Linked DNA regions of Rattus norvegicus: region 1 is linked to region 2. Evidence: chromatin contacts called from public Hi-C data. All regions are on one chromosome and are shown on one strand. Each heading gives the region's core, a stretch centred on a gene start, on an enhancer-like site or on the middle of the called end of the contact. The rest is flanking DNA. Distances are from core to core; before and after follow the strand shown.

Evidence for each region. Hi-C and Micro-C count contacts between places; a contact is called where the count stands out from the background.
Region 1: a contact with region 2 is called in a Hi-C map of liver, with 2.6 times the contacts expected there. The contact joins the enhancer-like site here to the promoter of Klf15 in region 2. A contact is called at or near these places in 5 of 12 Hi-C or Micro-C datasets (the A7r5 cell line, Schwann cells, frontal cortex and 2 more).

Annotation. Positions count from the first base shown.
Region 1 is chr4:124,768,085-124,774,583 of GRCr8, reverse strand. The region is part of intron 1 of Iqsec1 (IQ motif and Sec7 domain ArfGEF 1); the gene reads left to right. Among named protein-coding and RNA genes, the nearest start is that of Iqsec1, 56 kb to the left of the region's middle. Within about 2 kb of position 4,498, at least 54 of the 93 cell types and tissues checked have an H3K27ac peak or open chromatin away from gene starts, as enhancers often do. A contact at or near this core is called in Schwann cells and liver, where this site is marked.
Region 2 is chr4:124,521,272-124,528,196 of GRCr8, reverse strand. It overlaps Klf15 (KLF transcription factor 15), which reads right to left and starts at 5,182. Exons shown (of 4, transcript NM_053536.2): 1 at 5,131-5,182; 2 at 2,972-3,172; 3 at 281-1,384. The coding sequence starts at 1,359.

The DNA of each region.
Region 1 (6,499 bases), core at 3,249-5,748, 250 kb before region 2:
TGTGGGCCGTGAACTTAATCCCGAAGGGGAGGAGGATGGTTAATAAACTGGAAGCTTTGGAAGAGGCCCCAGCTGGGAGCAGCCTCTCATGCACACAAACAGAAAGGGTTCTCCCAAATTGCCTGCTGCCCAGGCTGGGTTTGATTCTGTCAGCATCCTGAATGCACTCTCCTAGAGACCCTCTTCTTTGAAAAGGGCCTGGTACTTTTGTTTCTCTTTTGACTGGAAGCTGGGTGGTGTGGGGACTCAGATGCAGGCAGAGCATTTGGACCAGAGCTTGTAGTCCCACTAAACCTTTCCCAGGCAGTGATTTATAATTGTCATTTATTCTGTTGGGTTTTATTGTTGTTGTTTGTGTGATTATTAATAGGCTTTGAAGGGTCAGCTCTCCCTCAAGAGGAGGCCACCTAGAAAGGCCTGGCCCTCAGTGGCTGTTGATTTCCCCTTTGGATTCCTGTTTCCATTTCTGTGAAGACCCTTGTGGTCACCTGTAGATGAGGATGCTCACCTGTTTGTTGGGAGCAAACTCGTTACTGGACCACCCACCTGTGCCCTGACCTGTAACCTCAGCTCTGCTCTCTGGTATCTCTGTGACGTATTCACATCTCACACCTCAGTTTCCCCACTTATGAAATGTAGATGATGGCACGTGGCTGTGGGGTAGCTGTGAGGACGGGAGACACATGCCAATGTGTAGATGTGCACAGAAACCAGTGCTAACAGGTGGTGGCACTGAGTGTTCAGGCTGGCGTGGCTCCCCAACACTAGGACAGGACCGTGTTGCTTGTTCAGGGAAAATGTCTTGCTGGACAGGAGCAGTTGATTTCACTTTCTGGTCACAGAGAAAACCAGTTTTAAAAGTGGGAGGGATGCACACATAGCAGTGAGGGGGCCAGGAAGTGTTGTTCATTTGACAAGGCAGAGAGGGAATAGGGCAGACCAGAAGGAAGTGATGACGGTCCACAGGCTCTTGTGCTTGTAGTGCTATCAATAGCTGCTCAAAAGCACACAGAAATGAAGGGACTTGCTTTGCGCACAGATTGGAAGGTGTGCTCAGCATGGTGGCTTGCCTTTCAACTAGAGTGAAGAGGGAGGCTTGGCCTGTATGCTCTGTGAGGCAGAATCCGAAAGCCAGGGATCCTGGGCACTGCAGACCTTGAGGAGAGTGCCCAGCCCAGAGGCAGATGCAGTAGGGCTCTGGGACCTCGGGTTCAGTGAGTGGCATGTGTAGGGTGGAGCTTTGGGCCACACTGGTGGTTCTGGTCCTGTCTGTTCTGACACCTGAGACCCAGGGCTCAGGGCTTAGCTTCAGCCCTAGAGAGGGAGAGGAAAGAGGTATTCCTTAGGCACCTCTACCACCACCCTAGATCGGAAGTGATGTCAGTAGCTAGGGGACGGCAACGAGAGCTGGAGGAACCTGGCCAGAGTCCCAGATCTGCCTGTTTTAGGTGTGCTGCTGGGGCAAGTGGCACCACACTGAGCTGCCGCCGCCTTATCTGTCAGTGGGGACTGTGCAGGCAGAGGGAACATGGGTATCGCACATAACAGGTGCCTGTCTGTGACAACAGAAAAGAGAGGGTGCTGAGTTTAGGCAAACCCCAACTACTTTGGTGGGTCTGATGTTAACTCAGGCTTGCAACTGGAATGTGTCTAGGCAACAGGATAAGATCAACAGAAGCTGCACTCTAGGCCTTTGAATCACACACACACACACACACACACACACACACACACACACACACACACACACACACACACACAGAGGAACTGCCCATGAACACTCTGGAATTGCTGCCATCGTTCTAATTTATAGGCAAGGAAACTGAGGCTGGACAGAAGAACTGAGCTTTGCTATGTACAGGCAAGGGTTTCTGGTTGGTAAGAGAACCTCTGGCATTATGGGGAGATGACACACATGCTTAGAATCCTGTGTAGAAATGGTCAGAAGGGTGGAAGTGGCAGCTATGGAGAGACCAGAGCCTACAGGCCCTTCTGGACTCATCCAGTCCCCCATTGACAGTGCGGGGCTCCTGAGTGCCCCCATGGAATGGGTGCTGAGATGCACCACACTTTGCAGAGGATGCAGGAACTTTGGGTAGCTAGTGGTCTTTCCTTTTGGGACCCATTCGCCAGCTGTAGGAAGTTATCTGTTGTTTCTCAGGATTGTCCTATGGATTTCAAGATAGAATAGGGTCAACTCTCTACTCACCACAATGAGAGGAGAGGGAAGGTGGAATCAGTCCGGGCAGGCGTGGGAGTTCACTGCCAGCTAGACATTCTGATTCCTGCTAAAATGCTTGAATCCAGTCATCACACTGGGTCATGGCGTAATTTCCCAGTGGGTCTCCAAGGGTGAGTCCGAGTGTTTGCATGTATATATATGCAGTGTATGCATATCAGGTGCCCAAGGAAGCCAGAAGAGGGCATTGGTTTTCTTGGAACTGGTTTTGTAAGCTTCCGTGTGGGTGCTGGGAGTCAAATTCATTTCTTTTGTAGGAACAGCAAGTGTTCTTAACTGCTGAGCCAGATCTTCAAGCTTACAGAAAATTTCAAATGCCTACAGAAGTAGAGAATTAATGAATCCCATGAGTAGCTCATCTTAACTGCCATCTACTATTTTCAAGCAAACTCTTCTGACTTTGATTCTGGGACCTGTCTCATGGTCACCCTTATCCTGGCCTTGGAGATATGCTGTCCCCAGGGTGGGTGCCTTGTACAGCCCCTGGCCGTTCTATTTTAAGACCCTTGGGCTTAGGTGGGCTCCCAGTTAGTACCTGACCCATTGGGGATGCCAGATGTCCGGAGGAGGCTGTGCTTGTGGCTCACTCATCAGTCACTCTAGGACCCCTGAGAAGGGAGGACATGGAAATGGGCTCCTGGCCTCTCCCATGAGATCTGTTCACTCTGGTTCTCAGCTGATGTAGTGTGCTGTGAGTCAGGCTGTGACTTCTACCTCTTTCCCCTTGTTTCCTTTAGCTTAGCCTACTGTTTCCTTGACATGCTGCCATTCAGTGTCAGGGTCCTTAGCCTTTGCTCACCCTCTTTCTCCTTTATCCAGGGTTTCTTGTTCTACCTCAGCCCAGGCCAACAGCTCATGCCACACTTCTCCCAGGGGGTCCGTAGGTACCTACGGCTTAAGTCCTGGAGAAGTTTTCTGTCCCCTTTCAACTCTCCTGCTCTTTAGCTCCCTTGACACCACTCTTGACCTGCACTTTTGGGAGTTGGCTACCTCTCAGTGCTGGGTTTGGAGCCTAGCATATAGTAGGTCCCTAATAATGAGACTGACACATAGTAGGTGTTCAAATGCTAGTTGCTGTCATTATTATGAATGTCTCATGACTAACCTTGATGCCTGCCACAGTTCTTGGCACATAAGGGACAGGACTCAATCAAGTTTGTTTAGAAAAGACCCAAATTGCCTCTGTCTCTGTCTCAGTACAGGGAGCATTCTTAGGTCAGACTTCCACCCCAACCCTGGGTGCGGATGCTGCTGCTTCTACACGGTTCTCCCCCTCCTTAACCCTCCTCCTCCTCCTCATCTCTTACCTGTTGCCAGGTTGTGATGCAGGGACAAGACCCCCCAGAAGCACCTCATGGCCTTTAGGCCCCAGTTGAGGATTTTGGGTGTGTCACCATTAAGCCCTGTGTGGTTGTAGTATTCCCACCTTATTTTGCTTTGTTTGGTTTTGGAGACAGGGTCTTACTGCATAGTGCTGGCTGTCTCACTATGTTGAACAGGCTGGCATTATACTCATCTCCATGTGTGCAGTCTACCTGCCTCTGCCTCTGCTTCCTAAGTGCTGGAATCAAAAGCATGTGCCACTGCACCTGGCTGGTACCCCCACGTTATGGCTGAGAAGTGCAGGCCCACAGAGACCCCAGTCCCTGATCTGTAGCCATAATCCCTGCCTGAAGAGTATACTGGAAGAGGGCCTTGTGTACCAGTGATGTGGAGAGTCGGAGCTTCTGGGCTTGAGGTCACGTGAGGATCTCAGGGGACAGAAAACACAGTATAAGGTCCTGTGCTGGCTGCTCTGCCCTGAGTGACAAGCAGTAGTGGGCTGGCCCCAGAGGGACTCAGGTGACTTAGGCAGGGAACAAGGGGCAGCCTAGTCTTGCAGTGGTCTACATCCCAGTTGACACAGTACCCCTTTCTTCTTCAAAGCCTATGGCCTTGGTTAAGTTTTCTCCTCTCTGTCTTGGTTTCTTCCTCCACCAAATGAGAAGAAAGAAGTTTACCAATCGCAATACCCAGGTGCCCCTCCTTTGTAGATGCTGGTGGTCACTGTGTGTCAGTTCTAAGCTAACTATGGTGGACTGCCCGTGTGTCAGGTGGGGCAGGAGTAGTTTAACTGTGCTTTCTGCCCACTTCTGCCATCTACTTAGGGCCTCTGGGAGCTGCACCCCTGGTAGCAGGGTAGGCTAAGAGGCTGCTTGTCACACAGGCCTCTTTCTCCCTGGCGCAGCCCGTACTCTCCAGGGCTGGCTGCCCAGCCTGTGCCTCCCCCCGCCTTCCTGGGGTGTCCCTGGGCCCAGCCTGGCCCTGTCTGCTGGAGCCTACCACAGAGAGCGGCTTTATTTAAGTCCATTTTGCGCGTATGGAAATAACTAGAGGACTCTGTATTTAATTTGGCTCAGCCGGGAAGATTTTTGGCTCTGTGTGTGTATGTGTATTCTGAAAAATCTTTCCGAGCAAGCCCCAGGGTCGGAAGCTTCTGGTCATCTTTGTGCATTCAAAACCAACAAGAGCCGCCCTGCTAGCTGGGGTAAGCTGGCAGAGGGTGGGTTGCAGGGAGTGGTCCATGAAAGCAAGGAGAGAGGAGGAGGGGGAAGCTAGATAAGAACACAGTGGCAACTGTGGGGAACTTTGCTCCTGGGCCCAGCAGGGAGGGATTCAAAGTGAGCTGAGCTTTCCCAACTCTCCAAGACATATTTGGCTCCAGAGGCATCAAGGGTTCAGCTGGGTGGGTGGCGGCATGGGAGCATTCTTTGTGTCCCCTTTCTCCTCTCCAGAGCCCTAGGGTTGAGCCCTTCTCTAGTCAATAGCTTAGGGCAAGATAACCCACTGTGGGAACTATTGTTGTGGCTTGTCTTTGCTTGACCACATGTTCCCAGGAGTCAGGGGCACTAGCCAGTGTGAGCACGGGAGAGGTATGGCCACTTGCCTCAGGTCATGCAGCACTTCACCAACTCAGCCCTGGGTACCTCTGGAGCCATGAGATGTCATCCCAAACCAGGGCTGACATTCTCAGTGGTCAGGGAAAGACACCCTGATGCTTTGAAGTAAATGCTGCCATCTGGTGACTTCTTACATCCTGTCCTGACAGAGGCATGGCAGTTCTCATGACCTACTGTGAGTAGGCTGTGGTCAGTATAATGAGGTGACCTTTGTGGAGTCTGATAAAAATCACATTCTGAAGACCCACCAAGAGCAAGGCCTCAGCTCCCTACCATCCCTGTAGAGCTCATGCCTTCTAAATGAGGCTTCTTGGGAATGAGGAGTGGGCCTTGAATTTCAGCCTTACACAGATCTCCTGCATAGACAGGAAGTGCGTGTGTGAGAAGAGTTGCTAGGTGTGAGTAAGTGATGAAATTGGTGGGGACCGTGGCAGAGTATAAGCACACTAGAGCTTGCTTTGCCTTTCACCCCTGGGTTGTAGGTCCAGGGTGGCTGGGTTCTTAGCGGTCGTCCTCTCTCAGAAGTCAGAATTGTTGTATCCAATGTTAAAATGGTGCCAACTTACTCTTTGTTTTCCTTTGTTTATTTGGTACATCCATTGGTTGGTTGGTTGGTTTTGAGACAAGAACTCACTGTTGTAGCCCAGACTGGACTTGGACTTTGATCCTTCAGTTTCAGACTCCCAAGTTCTGAGATATGGGCATGTCTAGTTTATTCTAATTTTTAAGACAAAACATTGTGGGGAACCACACACAGCATACTGCCAATCTGTGCTGGAATAATTTACTGGGAGCCCAGCGCCCTCAGAAGCTTCCTGTGAGTAGGACTGCCCAGCCTCATAGCCAGGTGGATAGCCTGACCTTGTTCTACAATCTCTGGAAAGGCTGGGCCATTAGTGTCAGCTTTCCTCTGAGTTTAGGCCCGTTTGGTACTCTTGTCCAAGAGTGGGACAGCATCCTCAGGCATGATGGGGTGTTCTGCAGAATGATAGTGGTGACTGTGTGAATGACACCTTGCCAGACTGAGGTCTGGCCGTGCTTGATTGCAGGGTGTTCACTTCTGCCCCCCACCCAGAGCCTCTTGTCTGTCCCCTTTGCCAGCTGGCTCCCTTCCCAAGTGAGGGTGTGGATTGCCAGCCTGTGTCAGGCAGGGACTCTGTTCCTGCTGCTTTTGTCTGGCCTTCTAAGGCATCCTGGGTTTGTGAGAAGTGGGCCAGGGCAGATTCAGTGGCCCTGAAGCTGATCCCAGGGTGCTTCTGCATTGTCCTCCATACCTGGCAAGTTGAGCCCCAGGAACTCTGCTGCGATGTGATGAGTTTGT
Region 2 (6,925 bases), core at 3,933-6,432:
CTCATCTTCCTTCCATCCCAGCTCAAGAGAGAGCCCATATAACACAAGTCTCAGCAAGACTTACCTGGTCTTAAAGAAACCAGAGACCAGGTGGCTTCCAGCTTTAGTCTCCAAGTGGGACACCAACTGTGCCATCTCTGATCCTGCCCCCCCCCGCCCCGCCCATCCCTTGCTCCTCTCCCAATCCACCTCATCGAATGGAGAAAGGGGCCTTGTCACACCCTCAGGTGAGCAGAGGTGAGCCTACTTGGTTACGCCCAGCCTGTCCAAAAATACTGACCTCCAGCCGCAGCCCGGCCAGGTGCAGGCAAAGGGCTTCTCGCCTGTGTGCCGGCGCAGGTGGGCCTTGAGGTGGCTGCTCTTGGTGTACATCTTGCTGCAGCCTGGGAAAGTGCATTTGTGCATTTTGAGAAGTTCTGCTGCTGGGTTCTTGGGGAACTTCTGGCCCACAAGGAGACCAGCAGGGCCGGGCCCTAGGGATCCTGAGCCAATAGGTTTGGCGGCAATGGGCACAGGCGCAATTCGCACAAACTTTGAGGACAGGTTCAAGTTGGAGGATGGTACCACTTGAGGCAGGAGTGCAAAGGTCTGCCCCTGGATGTTGACCAGAAGCTGGGCGACCTTGACGCTCTCCGGGGCCTGCCCTGGGGAGGCTGGCCCTGCACCTGCTTCCTGCTTCACAGCAACAGGCTGGATCTGCAGTAGCACCGGCATGGGGCCATCATGAGCTGACCCCTCACCTGCACCTTGGGTACCACCCCCACTGGTGCCACCTGGTGGTGGGGTACGGCACTCTCTCCCACCGGACTCTGGATGGAGGTGGCTCCGGTGTGACCCAGCTGAGAGCTGGCTACAGGCTTCCAGGTCCCTGCTGCTGCTCTCTGGGGCCTCCTTGACCTCAGCCTCCATGTTCTCTTCCAAGAATTCTTCAATCTCCTCCAGGGTAGGCTGGAAGGGCCTGGAGACATCATCAGGGTCCCCTGACAGAAATTCAGGGAAGCAAAGATGTTCCTCCTTCACAGGCACAGAGGCTCTCCTCCACGATCCCCAGGTCACAGGGCCACTGCCATCTCCGACACCTCCACTGGCACCACCACTGCCCAGTGTGGCCCGGGATAGGAGGAAATCCAAGATGCTGCCCTGGGCCTCAGGGCCCGGACCTGCACTATAGCAGGAACAGAAGGCTTGCGAGTCAGGGCTGGCACAAGAGCAGGGGCTGGAGACATCGCTGTCATCCTCGGAGATGGGCGAGGGCAACATGTGGTATGGCTGCCGGCTGGCCAGCCTATCTCCCAGGTATCCCACTGGGCATTTCGGTGACGAGAAGGTCTCGTCCACTGGAAGCAAGTGGTCCACCATGCTGGCCTGGCCGAGCCTGTGGTGACTGCAGAGAGGGAACAAGGGAGGCTAGGTTAGAAGGACTGCATGCTTACCAGTGGTTTGTAACCCCTACCCCCGGCTGCCTGCCCAAGGCCTCCTGTGGCCAAATGTCCAGATCTTGCTTCCATCCCAAGGGAGAATGGGCCGGCGAGTATGTTTTCAAAAGTTGCATCACCCTATTTGCAAAAGAGCCCTCCCTCCAGGCCCGTTGCACAACCCAGGGCACTTCTGGTTTCAAACATTTTCCAGAATGATCCTGGAAAAGAATAAGACAAGGAATGCTCTTGTCTGTGAACAGCTGAGGCGGTGGGGAGAGGGGGCCAGAGAGGGGAGGCCCTGAAAGTCGCAAGACCCTGGACTCTGCTCCCTACCTTGAGTCAGAGAGGGGGTGAGAAAGAAAAAGGCCATTTGCACTCTGAGCCTGGGCTATTGGGGTTTCTGTGGGGTTTCCAGATTGAGCAAATAAAAACACAGGCTGCTTGTTAGATATTCACTTCAGATGTTCAAAAATGAACTTCTGTGAATGCAAGCGTGGTGTCCCCAGGGTTGAATGGGACACACATCTTGTCTGTGCTTTAACCTGGCAGCTGTACTTTGGAAAACGGTTTAAGGCCATTAAGTGCCTGCCTGCCTACATGGTGTTTCTCCACAGTCTGGTCCTCAGACCTTTGTTGAGAGTCACGGTTCTCCATGACTGGATGAGGTATCACAGGAGAGCAAAGCCCCCTTCCATGGTGCCTAACATCTCCCTGCCATGATGATTAAGGTTCAGCCCCCAGCTGTGAGTCCATAGAAGATCTGAGGGCCCAGGTGTGGGTAACTTCCGTGAGCCTCAGAGCCTTTGGGCAGGATGGCAGATGACATTTGCCCTTGGCCAGTGTGTGAGAGCAGAGTCTCCTGTTCTGCCCCCCACCCAGCTTCCTGTGCGGGACACTCACCGACTTGGGAAGACTCAGCAGGTACCTGTGTCCCCTCTTGGCAGCACACTCTCCTGGGTCCCCAGCACTCAGCACACCAGGTATCCAAGAGGGGCTCAGAGAGTGGGGATAGGAAGGAGAAGGGAAAGCTGTGTCCTCTGAAGCCAAAGGCCATACTAGGTCTGGTGTCCAAGAAGAGTCAACAGTATCTGCTGTGCTGGGGCCACCTCTCTGGACCTTTGCCCCGCCCAGTGACCATGGCTGCCTGTGTTATTATCAAACTGATGAGGAGGATGCTAAGCTGCATCCTGACCTTAGGTCCACTGCACAGCCTGGCACCTGGTAGCCCAGCAGCCGAGAGGCCAGTCATCCCACTCCCCCGTGTCTCAGTTTCCCCAACTGTTCTATGACTCAGTGTTCTCTAAGTTTCTCTCTTGATGCAGAGAATAGAGGCAAGATCTGAGCCCAAAGGTAATCTTGCCAAGAGGCAATCTGAATTTAAATACTCTGCTAAGGATTTCAAACTGGAAATGTGTTTTTAAAATACATAGTCTTTACCAAAGCACGGCCTGGGAAGGAATAAAGCACTAGACAACGTGAAGGGCAAAGCAGTTGGGCAGAACCCACACACTCCCTGCTCCCAACCCCATCTCATTCACTCTTCTAGCACACACCTTGTCTGCAGCTGTCAGCTGTGCAACCTCAGGAAAGCAGCACAACGTCTCTGTGCGCACATCTGTTTGCTGCCAGTGTGACGTGGCTCCTATACGTAGGGTATACGAATACTCAACAACTTCCACATACTGAGCACTTAGCGTCTGTACAGTCACGCAAATTCAGTGCACACGGTGTCCCAGGACCCAGAACAGGACTGCCTAAGATTTCCTGAAATGAAATGTGACCAGAGCTGGACACGCCACAGCACTGAGCGATCGATCCCACTGTTTCAAAGGGGATTGTGGTATCGAGGCTTCATTTTTAAAACGGTAAAAACCAAGGTCTGATATGAAAGTGAACAGCAAGGGGCTGGGGATTTAGCTCAGTGGTAGAGCGCTTACCTAGGAAGCACAAGGCCCTGGGTTCGGTCCCCAGCTCCGAAAAAAAAAGAACCAAAAAAAAAAAAAAAAAAAAGTGAACAGCAGTGTTGGGTGGGCAGAGTGGCTCATATAGTCTTGGCGCTCAGAAGGCTGAGGCCAGAGAATCATAAAGTCAAAGGCAACCATGTGAGATCCCACTGAAGGAGGGAGAGAGAGAACAGGTATGAAAGTTGATGCCAAAACAGAATTACATCGGAAGGAACCCCTCCCCCCAAAATGTTTCAGATTCCTCCAGGGCTCAGAGTACTAGGGCCCTGCTCAACCCCGAACTGCCCCTCCAACTGCTGCGGCCTGGCTCACCAGCACTAATGAACCTGGGCTTTGGCTCCAGTGTTCTCCTCAGTGGAAGTCCTACCTCTCTCAGCATTCCAGATGGGAGTTCATTATTTAAATCTCAACTCAGAAGTCACTACCCCCTTGGAGAAAGCACCCAGGTTTATATTCTACACAGCCGGATATCACTGTGAAAACTGTCTTGTTCACTACAGGCTAGATCTAGAGTCAAAGACAGATCTAACCTTTGCTGAACGAGTCCAGAACCCAGAAGCAAATGGATGCAGGAGTGGAGTGGCCCCAACCAGTTAACACGATCTTAAAACGGTGCTAAGCAACCCCTGGGGACAGTGAGGTACTGAGTGCCCAGGGGATCCAGGACTTCCTGGACCCAGGGCTTGAAAGCCTGAGTGCCAGCGCTCAAGCCGGTCCCTGAAAAACAGCAGCACGTGGCGCAGCCAGAGGCGCAGGCTGCGTGCAGGGGGAGGGGGCACCCTGTTCTGGGCACAGTCCCCGGCAGGCCGCTGGACTCCGCCCCCTCTCTTAGCAGGCCAGGCCTGCTGTTTATCCTCCCGGGGACACAGCGGCTGTAGGAACAACATGTAATTGATAACAAGCAGAGAGCCGGCCAAGGGCTAGCCATTGGGTCAGCGTGCAAATCACGGGGGTGGCGAATGGGGGCCGGTCTTCAAAATAAGAGTCCTCCCTGAGGAGTCCGAAGGCCCCAAAGTTACTGCCATTCTGGCACCTGTAGGGCGGCGGGGGCTCCCCACGGTCGGGGAAAACATCTGAAGGACTCAGTCAAACATTTGGGCTTTCACCTTCCCAAACCATGGTAGCAAACAGCTCCTGTGCCTTCCAGGCGAGAATGTTTCCAAGAGGGGTGACCTGACCCCTGCGGCTGCTACCCTCAGCCCTCGGGTAATGTTTGGTCAAAGGGGCCTGAGGACTCTGCGTGGGGAAACGGAACATAAGCGCAGGAACGCTGCGGGTACGCGCAAATGGGTGTGAGTTTGTGTCGTGTGACTGCGTGTGCTGGGCGCAGTGCAGCCGTGCGGGTGTCCGCCAGGTGCCCGCGCGTGGGTGCCCACCCCTGGGTGTGAAGTACGTGGGAAGGAGGTGGCTCGGACTCTGGCGCACAGCTTCAGAGAGTACCTTACCTTCCGCCCAGTGACCCCCTTCGCGTCCCCACTTAGGCCACCGCTGCAGTGACCGACAGTAACCTCTCCGCCCCTTGGTCGCCAGGCCCCGCCAGGCGCCGCCATATGGGAGCGCAGGTCCAGGAGTGCCACGGACACGCGTGGGCTCTGGGGACAGGAACTGCGCACATTGGATTTGCCTTCTGAAGGCCCAGCGCGCTCACGGGGGGTCCCGCATTTCCGGGGTCCCCACATTTCCCGGGTCCCCGCGCGTGGTTCGGACAGGAGGACCCAAGCGGCCGCGGTACATCGCGCGTCTCCCACCTGGACTCGGCGTCGCCTGGCACGGCCTCGCGCGTGCGGCCCGGCTCCGTATGCGGCCGCGCGTCCAGCGCTCCTGGCCGCAGCCCGCACTCCCTGCGGCCGAGCTAGGCGCTCGCCGCTCGCCGCTCTCCCTGCTCTCCGACCGCTCACGTGACGCCGCGGGCGCCGTGAAGGCTCGCAGGAGGCTCGGCCTCGGGCGCGCGCCCCATTGGCTAGCGCTGCACGTCACGAGCCGCGCCCCGCCTCGGCCGCACCCTCCCGCTGCCCACGCGCTCTCCGGCCTCTTCGTGGACCTGTACTGGGTCCTCCGGTGCGCACGTGAGATAGGATCCAGAACCCACTGAAAGCCCGCAGAGTCCCGAAGTGCAGACCACGTAGGATCTCGGGTGCGGAATAGTCCCTGCAGCCTCTTCCGCATTCCCAACAAGGCCGGATCTAGTAGGGACCGTGTCTAAAGGGTCCATTTGTAAAAATATGTCTGGTCTTTCCTCCAGAGGTCATGGTTACTCACGGGAATGAGCGCTTGTTGCGCTACTGCTACTCTCGACCTCTGAGTCTGACTGACTGCAGAGGCTTGCTGACCACCACCTTAAGCCAGTGATTGACACTGCAGGCACCTCCCCAAAGATTGCAGGGTGCTCCCGATGTGCAGAGGGACTTCCAAGCCACTATGGGCAGCTTTTGCACCGGTTTAATGAGGAAAGTGAAGCCTGAGAAAACGTGTGAGCAGAGAGTACCTTGCTGGTACCTTGCTGGGTACCTTGCTGTGCACTTCAGTCTGCACTGCTTGGCTCCCCAGACAGCATGAAAAAACCTGCTGAGAAAGAGCAATGGGCCTTTCTAGTCACGCAGATAGAGGGCCAGGTCTGTCTGTCTTTTCCCTGCTTCTTAACAAATGCCAAGGACATTTGGACAGACCTTCCTTCTTGGCATTTCCTACCTGGCACTGGAAGGTGGCCAGTCTTTGCCCCCTGCTTCTCCCAGCTGTCTCTGCTGTGGCCAGGATTTGCAGCCAGTGGGTCTGGACCCCTTAAATAAGGATCTGAGGTCTCTCCAGGTGAGTGCCTAAAACTCAGCAGTTAAACTGAGTCTCAGTCAGAGCACTGAGGAAGTCTGTGCTTAGCACAAGATGGTCATCAACTTTCTGATCGTAGGCACCGTATGTATGCGTCTTCCCCGTCTTCTGCGGTATTCTGCAGCCAGGGCTAGCACGCAGAGCGGTGGAGTTGACTAGTTAGTAAAGTTGATTGATCCTGTCTTGTCAAGGCAGGGCAGGGTCAGGCTGGGCACACTTCTCCACAGCCCTGCCTATCCTGGGCTCTGCAACCCTCACACTCTCTGTTCAATGTTTCCCACCTCCTGGGGAGAAGTGCAGCTAAAGGTCAGAAGCCTAAAAGCAACTGTGTAACTGAGCTGCCCCAGTCCAGAAGGAAGGCGCCCCAACTGTCTAGAAGCCCATGGCTAACCTCGGACATTCTGCCTAAACCTGAGTCATATTAGGCACCGTTGCTTCAGAACCTTCTCAGGGCTCCCTGCTCACTCACAGGATGTGTATATAACCCCACTTTCTCAGCTTCCCTCTGTCTCTTTTGGGTCCCTTTTGTTCCATGACCTCTTCTTGCTCAGGTTAACTTGCCAGGCACAAGTTCAGAATCTTTGCATATGCATATGCCGGAGTATGGTTCTATTCCCAGCATTCACCTGGCCCCTCCTTCTGATTTTATTGAAGTGGCACCTTTGAGGGAGCCTGCCTTTGACCCCACCCCCTGCGATGCACCCCCTGCTCCCCATTTTC